4 separate regions of the Mus musculus genome follow, and all the other regions are linked to region 1. Evidence: chromatin contacts called from public HiChIP or PLAC-seq data. All regions are on one chromosome and are shown on one strand. The core of a region is the stretch at or near the end of the contact, and the rest is flanking DNA. Distances in the headings are between cores, read along the strand shown.

Region 1 (3,272 bases), core at 197-2,696:
GTGTGGCAGGGGTGGGGGCTGGGGAAGGTGTGGGATCTGGAACAGTCAGAAGGTAGACCTGGAGGGGGATGAAATCCTGACTGTAAATAAAGATTAAATAAAGTTTAAAAAAAGATAGTATACAATTTTGAAGATTGTTATATAAATTAAGTGGAGCAATGAGACATGAATTCTTTAGTGCCTAATAAGTGTTTGGCAAATGAAGGCCATGATCATCATATTCTTTTGAAACTAAAATATATTTTCATCTTTGGAAAACTAAAATAATTTTTAAAAGGAAAGAAAGGAAGGAAGGAAGGAAGAGAAAGAAAGAGAGAGAAAAAGAGAGAAAAAAGAAAAGAAAAAAGGAAAGAAAAGAGGAGAAAAGAAAAGAAAGAAGAAAAAGAAAATCTGACCTACTAGTCATCAACTGAGTATCTGATGCAGAGGCACAGATAATATACTTCCCAATCTGAAATTATTCCTGTTTTACAGAAAAACAGACTTCTGTCTAAATGAGCCCCACTATCTGATCTGCCTCCAGGGGAAGGATTCTAGACAGGCCCAGGTGCAGTGGCAGAAGTGTCCATATGCCCAACTAAGGACCACTTAACCCTGTTGTCACCCCTTGAAGGAAGGAAAGGATTAAAGTCCTTTTCTGGGTGGAATAGTGAGTCAGGACAGGGAAGGGAGATGAGCTGGGTGGGTTCAGCATACACCAAGTGGTTGTAAATCTTGGTGTGGTGGCACAGGCCGTTAATTTTTATATTTGGCCACAAAATTCTAGTTCAAGGCTAGCCTGGGCTACAGAGTGAACTCTTTCAGCAAAAGTCCCAGACTTTGGGGGGAGGGGTGCGAATGTGTGGAGCGGCTGTTGGTTGCCTGTGCTATAATCTGATTAAGCAGTAGTTCAGAAGCAAAAGGACCAGAGAACTCCTGAAGAGAGAGGCAGGTTTGGTAAAGAGGGGAGGGGTGGGGAGAGGACTCCAAAGAACTTGGGACCTAGAGTATTTTCAAAAGAGTCTCTGGGCTGAGGAGGTCCTGTTCTCCACACTGTGTCCCTGGGATTCCTCTTAGGTTCAGGTCCCAGGAAGTCACTGACTAGCTCAAGACAGAGACAGCTGTGCTCCCCCACCACAACCCCCACCCAGGATTTGGAAATTCACAGGGTAGCCTTTAACCTGTGTTCCCTGCTCCTTCCCACTCCCATCACCCTTCTGCCCCCTAGAATCTCAGGAACTCACCTTCTATCCTTGGACACAGACAGACAGACAGCAGGCACAGCAGGGACAAGCAGCAGGAAAGGACCTTGTTACTGGCAGTCAGCTCCATAGCTGCTTCTCTAGACTCTGGCGGCCAAAGGCACGATTTTAACTGTCTGAAAGGGAGGGACGATCTTGATCACTTCCTGATAATGGTCCTGACCACAGAAAGTTTTTGAACCTTGGCTGGGGGATCAAGGCAATTCCTCCTCCCGATCTTGTCAAAAGCAACTTCTAGTGCCCCTTTCTCCAGATCCTTTCAGAGCAGCTCCGCAGCCCCTGCAGTCTGTCTCCAGTGCTTTGCGGGGTGGGGCAGGAAGGAACGCAGCTGCGCGGGGAACTAAGAAGGACTCGAAGTGCAGGAAGTGGAAAAAGAGCGGGAAGAAGTGCCAGGAACTGATTGGCTGGCAGGCTGACAGGTGGGTGGGGTGAGTGACGAGTGGGAGGGTGGGGTGGCAGGGCAAGGGAGTGCACTGCGCAGGCTGGGTAGGGTGATCTACAGAGCAAGCAGGAGCTCCAGGCTTCTAAATTCATTGTCTGCAGATTCCTCAGGGGCAAGGTCATCAGAAGCTGAGTAATCCCCAGCTGCAACCCTGGACAGAAACCAAAGAATGTGGGCACAGGAAGCTGTAAGCAGACTGATAGTAACCCTGGCTGTGGCTTAGATACGCATGCTTTTGTGGAGCCCCCAACACACATACACCCCAACACCTCTGATGCCTCCAGCTTCCTGCTGCCTACTAGGGATCCTTCCAGCACCTCTCTGGCTGTAGCTACCCATCTCCCCACCCCCACTTCCTCTCTCTTCCCATCTGCACGTCTTAAAAATGTTTTTAAAAGCCTAAGAACTTATGCCCCACACTGGAAATCACAGTTGTTTCTGTCTAGTCTGCAAGCTATGCTTTGCCACCCCAATGTTCTTGCGTTTTGAGCCCAGAGGTCAGCTTTGAGTGTCCACAGGTCTTTAGTTGCACCTACTTTGTTCAGTCAAGATCTCTAAAGTTAGGAGCTCCGGGATTCTAATAGACTGGCCAGCTTTCAAAATCTGTGGATGTTCCTGTGTCCAGGATTATAGGCACAAATCAACATTTCTGGAGTTCTTCCTGGGTCTATGGAAGATGAAATGTAAGTCCTCTCGAGTTTAAGGCTGGAGTTTCAAAATGAAAGTGAAAGAACTCAGTGGGGAAACCCCGGTGGGGAAACCCCCACTCAGCTCCCGATTCGGCGTGCACCCAAGAATCACGAATAGAACACAACACCTTGATGTAACAACAAGAGGTTTTTTAATGGCGGAGCTCCGGGTCGAAACGTATCTCACATAACAGGAGACAGTGGATTCGACCACGAGGCTTGGAAGCTAGGGGTTTTTATAGAAAAGGAGTGGGGCTGGGGGAGGAATTGGCGCGGTTTCACATGATTGGTCCATTTAAACATCAGCAGCCTGTAACATTTAACTTAGGTCAGAGGGGTGGGAGCTAGGGAGGCGATGGGCTTGCCCGGGCATGTCCTGGTCTGTTCTGCTATGTTCTCAGCCCCAGGTTTCAAAGCTCAGAAACAACTCTTTGGGCTATTTAACATACATTACATGAATTACAGTTTTATTTCCTTTCATTCCCCTCTTCTTCTGTTTAGACTAATTCTAATCATAGAATTTTAGAGATTGGTGTCCCCTAACTCTTCATCTACCTGAACTATAGGTTGATATTGCCTTTGAAGAACCATGAGTTTTACTGTATCAATTTTACTCTGGATGAAAGCCATTCCTCTATTTATTATACAAGGGCCGAAAACTAAAGCTAAGCATATCATAAGGATTGGTCCGGCTACAGCGGAAATTAAAGAAGTTATCCAAGATGGTCGTGATTCAAACCCCGACTCAAACCACCCCCGTTGAGCATCCCATTCCCGTTTCCTTCGCTCTAATCTTTCTCTCAGTTTCTGCATAGAGTCTCTAACTATTCCTGTATGATCTGCATAGAAGCAGCACTCTTCTTTAAGGGCAGCACACAGTCCTCCTTCCTTTAGGAACAA
Region 2 (3,272 bases), core at 536-3,035, 480 kb after region 1:
TATAGTAAAAGAAAAGGCAACTGTTCATTTATTAGAAATATGTATGGTTTCAAAAAGGTTTCAAGTTGTACAGTTTTAAAAGTAATCATGGATTCACCTTTACTAAGACATTAAGGATGCTTCTGAAAAGGCATCAAAACTCTTGCTGTACCAAGTGTGGTAAACAGTGATAACTAAAAGCCAAAACCAAAACCAAAACCAAAACAAACAAAAAAACCAAAAAAAAAAAAAAAAAACCAAAACAAAAAACAAACAACCCTCTTTTGTACCCAGTGAAATTCCTAGCAAAATTTGAAGCTGCTTCATGAGCAACATCTCCTTTGAGTAAGCTAGGACACAAAGCCATTCCTTTTATAAAATGGCAATCAACCTAACCCTACGATTTGGCACTTTACTAACTTACCCAGCACTGACAAAATGGATGCAAAGCTAGAGTGTCTGGCTGCTGCCTCGAATACTGCATTTGTGTCCAAGAACTTTCCAATGACTAGAAGCCCATTTACCAACAGCCTGCAATGCTTTTGGGAACCCGAACTTCACGGAGACTCGAATAAAAGCTCCAGGAGGCTGCAAGTCTCCACCACTCTCCTGAAAACCCCTCTTATCAGAAACATTTGAAGAATTCCTCCATAACAATTAAGCTGACTTGAATGGAAACTTAGCATCTCAAATATACTATATATGGAATGAAACTTGGCCAAACACGTAAATACAAACTCACACGCTCCCTGACACTTTCGGCCTACAATTATGAGCCAAGGATTCTACAGCATCAGCAACAGACAGATCCACCTGTCACCTGTCAGCAACACCCAGGGACCCTTGTTAAGTCTTCCTCTTCCAACCACTATCTCGGGGCAAGAAAATCAGAGTAGTCCTGTGGACTCTAAGGGGGCCCCAACCTCTTCACAGCGGGGCGTGCTGCCCATTTGGAAGAAGGCTGCAGACAAGCAAAATCGGAAAGCAAAGCGAGAGAGGTGCTTCCTCTTTACCCTGCACTTAACTTCCCCGGCTCTCCCTTAACTCGCGGGCCCCGAAGTCATCGTTATCCAGACCTGGGTTCCCCCAAAGGCGTCTGGTTCCCTCCCTCCCACTTCCAGATCACAGGCCTGGGGGCGGACCGGGGGCCAAGGCACCCCCACCCCCGGCTCTCTCCGGCGCTGGGCTCCGGGGCAGGCCCGGTCCCCCTCCCCCGACGCCCCGGAGCCCAGGCCAGGCCCCAGGCTCCCCGCCCCCACCCTCCCCGCAGGACTTGGGGGGCCTCCCTGCGCCTCGCCACCGCGGGCAGGACCCGGGCGGAGCGGCGGACGAAGGCGAGGAAGGCGCGGACGCCCCGCTAGGGCTTCGCGCGCCAGGCAGAGCCGGTCCCCGAGCCGCTGCAGGCGCGGGGAGCCGGGCTGGGGGTGGGGGGGGTGGGGGGTGGGGAGGGATCCCGCCGAGGCCCCGCAGCGCCGTCCGCTTACCCTTCGCCGCCGCCGCGGCTTCCCCCTCCTCCTCGTCCGCCGCCGCCGCCTCTCCCACTTGGGCAGCCGTCTCCCCCGTCGTCACCGCGGCCGCCGCCAGCGCCGATTCCACCCGGCAGGGGGGACACCTCAGCCCTCCCTCCCTCCCCGCTCGGCCCCCTCCGCCCGGCCGCCGCCAACTCCCTCCGGCCGCCGCCGCCGCTCGCGGCTGAGGGGGAGGGGAGGGGGTCGGCCTGGGGCGCCCCGCCGCCGGCGCCTGCCGCGGATCAAAGCGATGGCCGGGGCGGCGTCGCCGCGGCCCGCTGCTCGGCTCCGGCTCGCACGGCCGCCCTGCCTCCCTCCGCCCCCACCCCCCTGCCGCTCGCCTGCCCTCCCCCCACCCCCCCAGCTCTCGCTCGCTCGCCCGCTCGCGCCGCGGCTCCGCCAGCCCAGTCCGCATCAAAATACGGCCACACAATATGGCGGCGCGGCGGCCGGCAAACACCGCGAGATCTGAGGCGGCGGCCGTGACGAGGCCTCCCTCCGCCGGGTGGCGGGGATGCTCTGTCCACGCCCCACCTCCGCCAGCCGCCGTCCCCACTCCCGGCTCGCCGTGGCCGGAGGGGACGCGTCCCGGCGCGGGCTGAGGAGGAGCACGCGGGTCCCTCACGCTCGGACGGGGAGGGAGGGAGGGAGAGAGAGAGGAGCCGAGCGGTGCGCGCGCCGCCGAGGGCCTCGCGGCTCCGGAAGCGGGTGGCGGGCTGTGCGAGCAGGGCGAGCCGTGCGAGCCGGCGGCCCAGCTCGGGGAGACGGGCGGGACCCTGCAGGCCCTGACGGGCCGCGGGGCAGGTGGGCCTGAGGCGGAGGCGAGCGCCGGGCCTGCGGGGCTGCGGGGCCGCGAGCCGGACACACCCCCTTGGAGCCGGGCCGCGCCCAGGCCGCGAGCTACCGGGTGACCCGGGAGGGACGGCGGGTCGGATGGAGACCGGGCGGTGCGGGACGCGTCCTGGAAGCCGCGGGACCCGAGCGGAGTTTGGCTCGGCCGCTGGACTTTCCTTGATCAGCAGTGGGGGCCCGCAGAGAGAACGATCTAAAGAATCAAGCGAGTCGTTGCGATTGTAACTGCACGTTCCTAGAAGACCTAGAAGCAGAGCCAAAGACACTTTAGCTTCGAGGGGAGACGCGGGGGAGGGGACACTTCTGGTTTCTATCTTCTTAAAGATGTGCTTCGTTTTCCCTCGGGGTGGGGTGGGGTTGGGTGGTGGTGGTCAACGTTCAGATGTTTCTCACAATGTAAAATATTTTAAAATCTTGGCGGTTTCATATGGCAAAAAAAAAAAAGGCTTTTTTTTTCTTCTTCTTGACCCTGTCCAAAGTGTGCATATCGCTGCCAGTTTCTTCCTTGAAGAAATTCATACTACCGAAAAAAATCCGGAAGGACTATTTTTATTATTCTGTTATCAGTATAAGCTCCATAGGTGCTTATTGCTTATTGTTTTTAAAGCCCCTTTTTTAAACACTTAAAACCCTTTCACTTCCTTTTTACACTCAGTTTTACAAAGTACCTGAAATATTGGGGTTTAGCTCTACTTAAAAACTTTTAGCCCGCCAGAAGTCAGAGTGCTAATGATTTACAACATTGGAACTTTTAAATTTTTCTCTCGGTTGACATTAAGAAAGTAAAAGTATATACTTTGAAAAAGTGTTTTTTCTGTGTTCGAAGTAAAAGTAAATTATAATTCACATAGTAGATGCTGTTTTCATTAATTCACAGTAACAGACGCCATTGAGCCCTAATACTACAGTTCTCTGAGGAATTATTTCCATAGT
Region 3 (3,272 bases), core at 208-2,707, 360 kb after region 1:
ATTTTTGTTCATATGTGTGCATCTGTGTGTGTGAATGCATGTGCATATATGGAGGAGGAGGCTCCCGAGGCACTGTCTACTCATAATTTTAGGATTTCGTGTGTGTGTGTGTGTGTATGTGCACTCTGCCACAGTGTGTGTCAAGGTCAAGGGACAGCTTGCAGGAATGGGTTCTCTTCTTCCACATGTAGGTCCTAGGTATCACAGGTTATCAGCCTCGGCCATGGGTGCCTCTACCTGCTAAGGCATCTCAATGGCCTATAAATCAAGATTTTTATATCCCATATCCCCGGTCCATCTTAATAATCTTCCCAGAGCTTCTGAGACCTGTTGTCTTAGACCTAAGCTCTCAAGGCTAGGTGTGGTAGTTCACACCTTTAATCTCAGCACTGGGAGGCCGAGGTAGGAGGACTGAGTTCAAGGCTAGCCTAGGTATAGCATGCTCAAGGATGGCCTAGAATACATACAAAGACGGTGTTTCAAAAAACATAAATGACCCAGTGGGTAAGAGTGTTTGCTGTGCAAGCAGTAAAGAGAGCCGCCGAGCCCTTTTTCCTCCTGATTAGAAATCAGGAGGACCTGATTTCTAATCTCCATCACCCAGGAGAAAGCCAGGGCATTCTTGCTTCCTCAGACCCAAGTCCCGGGTTCAAAACTCAGCTTAACTCCTTAGCTATATCCTTGAAGAAGTCTTTGTTAGGGGTGTTATCTGGTGGGAGGTGGGCTGCTATACCTTTTTTTTTTTTTTTTTTTTTTTTTTTTGCATTGCTATGAAAGACCCCAAATTCAGGAAACAGAATTCTGAGTCTGCTCTCTGTACTTGCTCTATGTATAGCGGCTGAATGGTGCATTGTGTAGGCCTGGGATCAGATGTGAGCTCCTCAGTTAGAGAAAGCTGTCACTCACTCCATGTAGGACTGCAGTAAAGAGAGCCGCTGAGCCCTTTTTCCACAGGGGGTCATTACTTCTTGAGACTCCTGGCTTTGTGGGTGACGGGCAGAATCCTCTCAGCCCAAGTTCCATGAACAACTTGAGGCGGTCTTTGCCCTTCCCGCTTCCCTTTGACAGTCTATGGTCTTCTTCAGCTGAGCATCGACTTCCCCTAGAGCATCTTCAAGCAGATGGGCTTCCCAGCCACCAGGAGTGGGAACTTAGCAGCTCTTCTCACCCTCCGATTCCATTCGCGGTGCTTTTGCCCTCTTGGACTCCTGGCTGTCCCGGGAGGAGGCGCGTTTGTTTTGCACGGTTGCTGTACTTTGCTTTGACTGGGGCGGAGGCGTGAACTTCCTACCTCTCACTGCCTTCTTCCTTTTCTCTTTAACACAAAGTGTAAGTACCTTTTGCAGCTGAACGTGCCTTGCGCAGGAAGTGGAGCGCAGGCTTGGATCAGCTTCTAGCAGGGGTGTGGCCTGGGCGCTGGCCCTCCTCTGACTCCAGCAACTCCTGAGGGACTGAGCAGAGCACTCCCTAGCTGAAAAGAGAGGGGCACTGGGAAGGCTCAGGCAGCTGGGCCAAGTCTGCTGTGAGAGCCCGAGGGACACACCCTGCTGGTGAGTGCTTGTGCCCTGCTATCAATTAACGTGGCAGGCACAGTACAGACTTCAGTCAAGGGCATGGGAGAAGGGCATGTTAGAGACAGGTGTGTGAGCCAGGACTGCCCTCAACACCCTGGCTTCTCACACCTGAGACGTTCTGTTAGGTGTTCAAATTACGGAAATACGGTAAGCATCATTAACTGCCTTTAGATGCAGGGTCTGCTCAGTTTTATCAAGGATCATTCTGTGTGACGGGGGAGGACGGGGGTTAATCCAGCCAATTGAAGTAAACCTCCCATCTGCGGGCTTCGTAGCAACGTTGAATGCTGTGGCGTTCAGGAGTGGACATTGCTTTATTCTTTCCAGGCTCACTAAAGTGTCTACCAGTCTAGACAGTGGCTCGGCGGGGTCTACTTTCCTGGCTGGAGAGAGATCAGGAGTTTTGGCAGCAGCCTCAAGACTGATGAAGAGATTGATTGGTCTTAGCCTGATATGGCTAATTCTTTGCAGAACTAGAAACCCAAGCTTTGTCACCCAAGATTAGGGAGTTTTCTCCCAGGCCTGATGATGCTAATATGGACCTGGCCTAAGGATAGGTCTATGGCCCATGGCTCTAAATGCTTCAAGCATGCCTGTAAGTTACCTATAGCAGCAGAGAAGGATGGGGGTGGCAGGGAGTAAGTCTGAGGAGAAAACAAAAGTCCAGGCCAGAACATGTTCATAACAGTTTGAGTGACAGTAGCCAAGAGACAGAAGCAGCCAAAGTAGCCCCTGTGAGTGAACACACACACATATGGATTATGATTCATAATCCACATGGGTTGTGATTCTGCCTCAAACAAAAGGGAAATTTGGACACAACACGGTAGGAGCTTGAGGTTGTTGAGCTAAGTAGAATGAATAGTGTCAGAGGATACATGTTGTGCGATCCCACTCCTGTGGGCCAGATTCCTGGACACAGCAGAAAGATGGCTACTAGCTAGGGCAGGGCAGGGCTTGGGGGCTCAGGAGGATGGATTTCAAGGGATGGAGAGTTCTGGAGATGGGTGAGCAAAGTGTAGACTACTCACCCATACAGGTGAGCTTAGAGATGGTTAAAATGGGGCCTTGTGCAAGCCAGGCAAGCACCCTGCTACTAAGATACAGGCCTAGCCCTCTGCAATAAGTTTTTAAATTACAAATTCTCTTTTAAAAAGGCAGAAGTGAGCAGGCTTAAAAAAAAAAAATCAGCCCTGTGGGATGAAATCTTAGAGTCTCTGTGACTTCCTCAAACTCTGACAAAACCAAACCAAAACAAATCTGACTGGTAGCTAGCCCCACTTGGGACTGGAAGTCTGTGCTGACCACCAAACTTCGTGGCGTTGTTGAGAAGCTAAGACCAGGCTGACCGTCTCCTCACTGCTGTGATTGACTTCAAGTGGCCTGTGGACCAGGACTGGGTGCCTAATGAGTAGTCTGGGGGCTTAGTGCTGTGGGTTTGCACTACAGGTGGCCACTGGAGGGGGCTCTCTGGTCTGGATGACAAATATCACTATCTAGTAGCACCCTGGCCAAGTCACCAAAGGCTCTTTCCCTCGGTTTCCTCACATAAACCTCGGTGCGAGGAGCAGGCTCGCACTTTCCCCTTCAAAAGGAGGCTAAGTTTTCCACAGTGTAGGAGGCAGCCCCTCATGATAGGCAGTGCTGTGCACAGGGGGCTGCTGTTTCTCCACCTTTATCCTTCACTTTTTCTCCTGT
Region 4 (3,272 bases), core at 369-2,868, 320 kb after region 1:
AAAGCTCTGCTGTTCCAAGAGTCTACTATGATTTTAGAAAACGTTAAGGACATTAACATCTCAGTACTGTCAATCAAAGTAAAGAACATGGACACAGGCTTTCATTTTTCTTTTAAATACCTATGGAGTTGAAATTTTTATTTTGTTGTTTATTTATTTATTTATTTATTTATCAAAACCAGATCTAAACTCTGGTACCAGAGTTTGAAACAAGGGACTGACACATGCAAGGCAAATGCTGTACTGCTATTGAATTTCTTTGAGGACAAATCTTGTTTTCTTCCAATTCAAACCAGAAAGGCTTAGTCATCCATCCAAACTATACCAATGCAAGAGATAAATAATAGTGAGAGGCAGAGAAGAGAGATGTATTCACAATGGCTTCATTGCTTACCAATGAAGCCATTCATTGATTGAACAAATCAGTCCAGTGACTTATCAACTCCTGCACAGCTATATCATCTCCATGTGTTCTAGCCCATATCCAATGATTTTCTAAACTAGAAGACGGTAACAGGTGCAGGGTTTTTGATTACACCCTTCTAAATGGGACCAGACTATAAATAAATTCATGTTTCTTTACCATCTTCTGTTTCCTAAATTCCTTGGAATATACGGAATAACACATGCGTGGTGAACACTTCTAGCCATGAAATTGCTTCAAATACTATTTTTCTTAAAAAAAAAAATGTTTACTTTTAAAAAGTCCTTTCTCCTCATCTTCCTGGATATGCCTATGATCTGTCATATCTCTGATTTTCACAAGTACACATTAAAATGACATAAAAGGGAATAATCTGCTTGATTAGAAAAGAGTATACCGGGCTGGAGAGATGGCTAACTGGTTAAGAGCACTGACTGCTCTTCTGAAGGTCCTGAGTTCAAACCCCAGCAACCACATGGTGGCTCACAACCGTCCGTAATGAGATCTGACTCCCTCTTCTGGAGTGTCTGAAGACAGCTACAGTATGCTTACATATAATAAATAAATAAATCTTAAAAAATATTTTAAAAAAGTAAAGAGTGTACTAAAACATGGAAATATGTTATCAGCATAAAAAAACCGGTAGTTTTTATTACATATCTCCAATGTAAGACTGAAGCCTTTGTATTCTAATTTGTTGCACAAAACCTCTGTGCTGTTAAGCCATGTCCAGTCCTGATCTACACACACTAGTATGATCAAAATCTACAACAACAAGAAAAACCCCAAACCAAAGCTTGTTAGTCACCTTTTCTTACAGCTTTCACCGAGCAACTGATGCCTCGGGCTTGGCGATTTTGATGGAGAGACTATGGAAACCCCAGGGCAACCTCTTCCAAAGGCAAGGGGAGGATGTGCCGCCGGCTTGGAGGTTTCTCAGCTCTCGGATGCCTCCGCTATTCCTACGGAATGGCCCTCTTGAGATACAGGTCTTTATATGGGTCACCAAGGGCGGAAGAGAGTCCTCAAACAGCCTCCACAGCCAGAAGACAGCGGGCACCAGATAACAGCTGCCGGGCCGAACGAGCCGGCCATTAGGCCGCGGGAAATCGCGCCTCCGAGGTGGGCGACGGCGCCCGCGGCTGACGCCAGAAGCCGTCGCACACGTCGTGACGTAAGACGTAGGCGCGCGCTGGTTGCGCATGCGCCTGTCATTGCCGGGGTGTTTGTTCCTGCGGAGGAGCCGGCGCCATGGCGGTTCTCTTGGAGACCACTCTGGGCGACGTGGTCATCGACTTGTACACTGAAGAGCGTCCCCGGGGTGAGACTGGAGGCCTTCGCGACCTGGCGGGGCCGTGAGCCCGCTGCCAAAGTTCCCTTTTCTTCGCTGTTTCTGGCTCGAGCTCAGTTTCATAGCAGGCCTTGGTTTTGTGTGTGTGTGTGTGTGGTGTGTAGAACTGTGGCTTGTGGGTCTGGGTGAGGTGTAGCTTTCGTGGCTATGCTTTCTTTACTCGTGAAAGGTAAAGAAAGGGTTAAATACGGTTTGACTTGACATCATTTGTCATGATGAAAGCAGGTAGGAAGTTGGCTGGTCTGCAAGGCGCCAGGGATCAGCTAGAGTTCAGGCGTCTGAATGTCCATTGAGGGAGGACGAAGCGAGCTCCAGTTTTAACTTCGAGTCCTAACAGATGGATGTGCACTTTGCTATGCAAAACAGAGAGGTGGGAAGAAGCCACATAAGAAACCTAGCCTTTTCGAAGATGAGTGTTAGATAAGGTGTACTTAGCAGTTTCTTTGGAGTTTTTCTGGTAATAGAAAGAAATCTGGCATTCTGGAACGAATTGGTATGTGAAATGAAATAGATGCCACTGACTTCCAGTCAGGCCAAATACTGGTAGGCCAGGTCCTTAGTAAGTCCTCTTTGCCATGTTGTTGGTTTGAACACTTCAGGAGCAGGATTATAGCATGGCACACTTGCCTTGGAGAGACACTAGGCTGCTGTGTGGAGAATGTATCCTTTGGGAGAATCGGGAAACTGGGAGAGATTAGCTACAATCATTGTCCTTCTCCCGTGGAATGCAGAGATTACCACAGAATGAAAGAAGGTGTGCTGCAGCACTGCACACAGGGAGTGCCTCCTGCCTGCACACCTTCTCCCATGCTCAACTGTTCCTCCCCTCCCTCACAAACCCTACACTTTCTGTTGCAGCCTTCTATATTCTTACTGTTGCCAATGCCCACACTCCTCTCCACTCCCTATCCTTCTGAGAACTTCATTTCCTGACTATATATATGTATATATATCCATGAATATATATGTGTATATATGTATGTATGTGTGTATGTATATATATATATATGTATGTGTATGTGTGTGTGTATGTGTGTATATATATATATATATATATATATATATGAAGAGCTCAACTAAAGCATGAGCTCTTCAGTGTAACACTTAGGTCAGCTACAGTTAGTCTGTTTCTTCTGTTTTGTCTGCAATGGTTTTATAAATCACAGCAGCACTCATGTTATTAGAACATGTACTTACTGTCCTGGAACTATGTGCATGATTGTCTCCTCCCAGTGATGTGCTTCAAGGAGAGCAGAAACTGTGCCTTAATATCTCCATTATCTTAAGAATCCTGGTACAAGCTGGGCAGTGGTAACACATGCCTTTAATCCTGACACTCAGGAGGCAGAAATAGGTAGGTGGGTCTCTGAGTTTAAAGGGTGAGTTCCAGGACAGCCAGGGCTACAAAGAGAGACCATGTCTTGAAGAAGAAGAAAAAGAAAAAAGCCTTGTACAGCATCTGCCCTGGTTTTCCTGGAATTCACTCTGTAGGCCAGG

Evidence for each region. HiChIP or PLAC-seq counts read pairs in DNA pulled down with a chosen protein or histone mark.
Region 2: an H3K27ac HiChIP or PLAC-seq map of microglia shows a contact between it and region 1, with 5 times the contacts expected there. The contact joins the promoter of Tab2 here to the promoter of Ulbp1 in region 1. A contact is called at or near these places in 1 of 39 promoter capture datasets (embryonic stem cells) and 5 of 115 datasets of contacts at active chromatin or transcription factors (the 230-238 cell line, embryonic stem cells, memory CD8 T cells and 1 more).
Region 3: a contact with region 1 is called in an H3K4me3 HiChIP or PLAC-seq map of the 230-238 cell line, with 10 read pairs. The contact joins the promoter of Zc3h12d here to the promoter of Ulbp1 in region 1. A contact is called at or near these places in 4 of 39 promoter capture datasets (embryonic stem cells, hippocampal neurons, pre-B cells and 1 more) and 3 of 115 datasets of contacts at active chromatin or transcription factors (the 230-238 cell line, CD8 T cells and memory CD8 T cells).
Region 4: a contact with region 1 is called in an H3K4me3 HiChIP or PLAC-seq map of the 230-238 cell line, with 21 read pairs. The contact joins the promoter of Ppil4 here to the promoter of Ulbp1 in region 1. A contact is called at or near these places in 9 of 39 promoter capture datasets (the 3T3-L1 cell line, 3T3-L1-derived adipocytes, the C10 cell line and 6 more), 1 of 484 Hi-C or Micro-C datasets (LSK cells), 13 of 115 datasets of contacts at active chromatin or transcription factors (the 230-238 cell line, bone marrow-derived macrophages, effector CD8 T cells and 4 more) and 2 of 9 other capture datasets (adipose tissue and liver).

What each region holds. Positions count from the first base shown.
Region 1 is chr10:7,472,031-7,475,302 of GRCm38.p6, forward strand. Ulbp1 (UL16 binding protein 1) reads right to left here and starts at 1,447. Exons shown (of 6, transcript NM_029975.2): 1 at 1,224-1,447. The coding sequence starts at 1,311.
Region 2 is chr10:7,954,338-7,957,609 of GRCm38.p6, forward strand. Tab2 (TGF-beta activated kinase 1/MAP3K7 binding protein 2) reads right to left here and starts at 1,786. Exons shown (of 7, transcript NM_138667.3): 1 at 1,464-1,786.
Region 3 is chr10:7,831,013-7,834,284 of GRCm38.p6, forward strand. It overlaps Zc3h12d (zinc finger CCCH type containing 12D), which reads left to right and starts at 1,458. Exons shown (of 6, transcript NM_172785.3): 1 at 1,458-1,550.
Region 4 is chr10:7,791,276-7,794,547 of GRCm38.p6, forward strand. Ppil4 (peptidylprolyl isomerase (cyclophilin)-like 4) reads left to right here and starts at 1,619. Exons shown (of 13, transcript NM_026141.3): 1 at 1,619-1,745. The coding sequence starts at 1,676.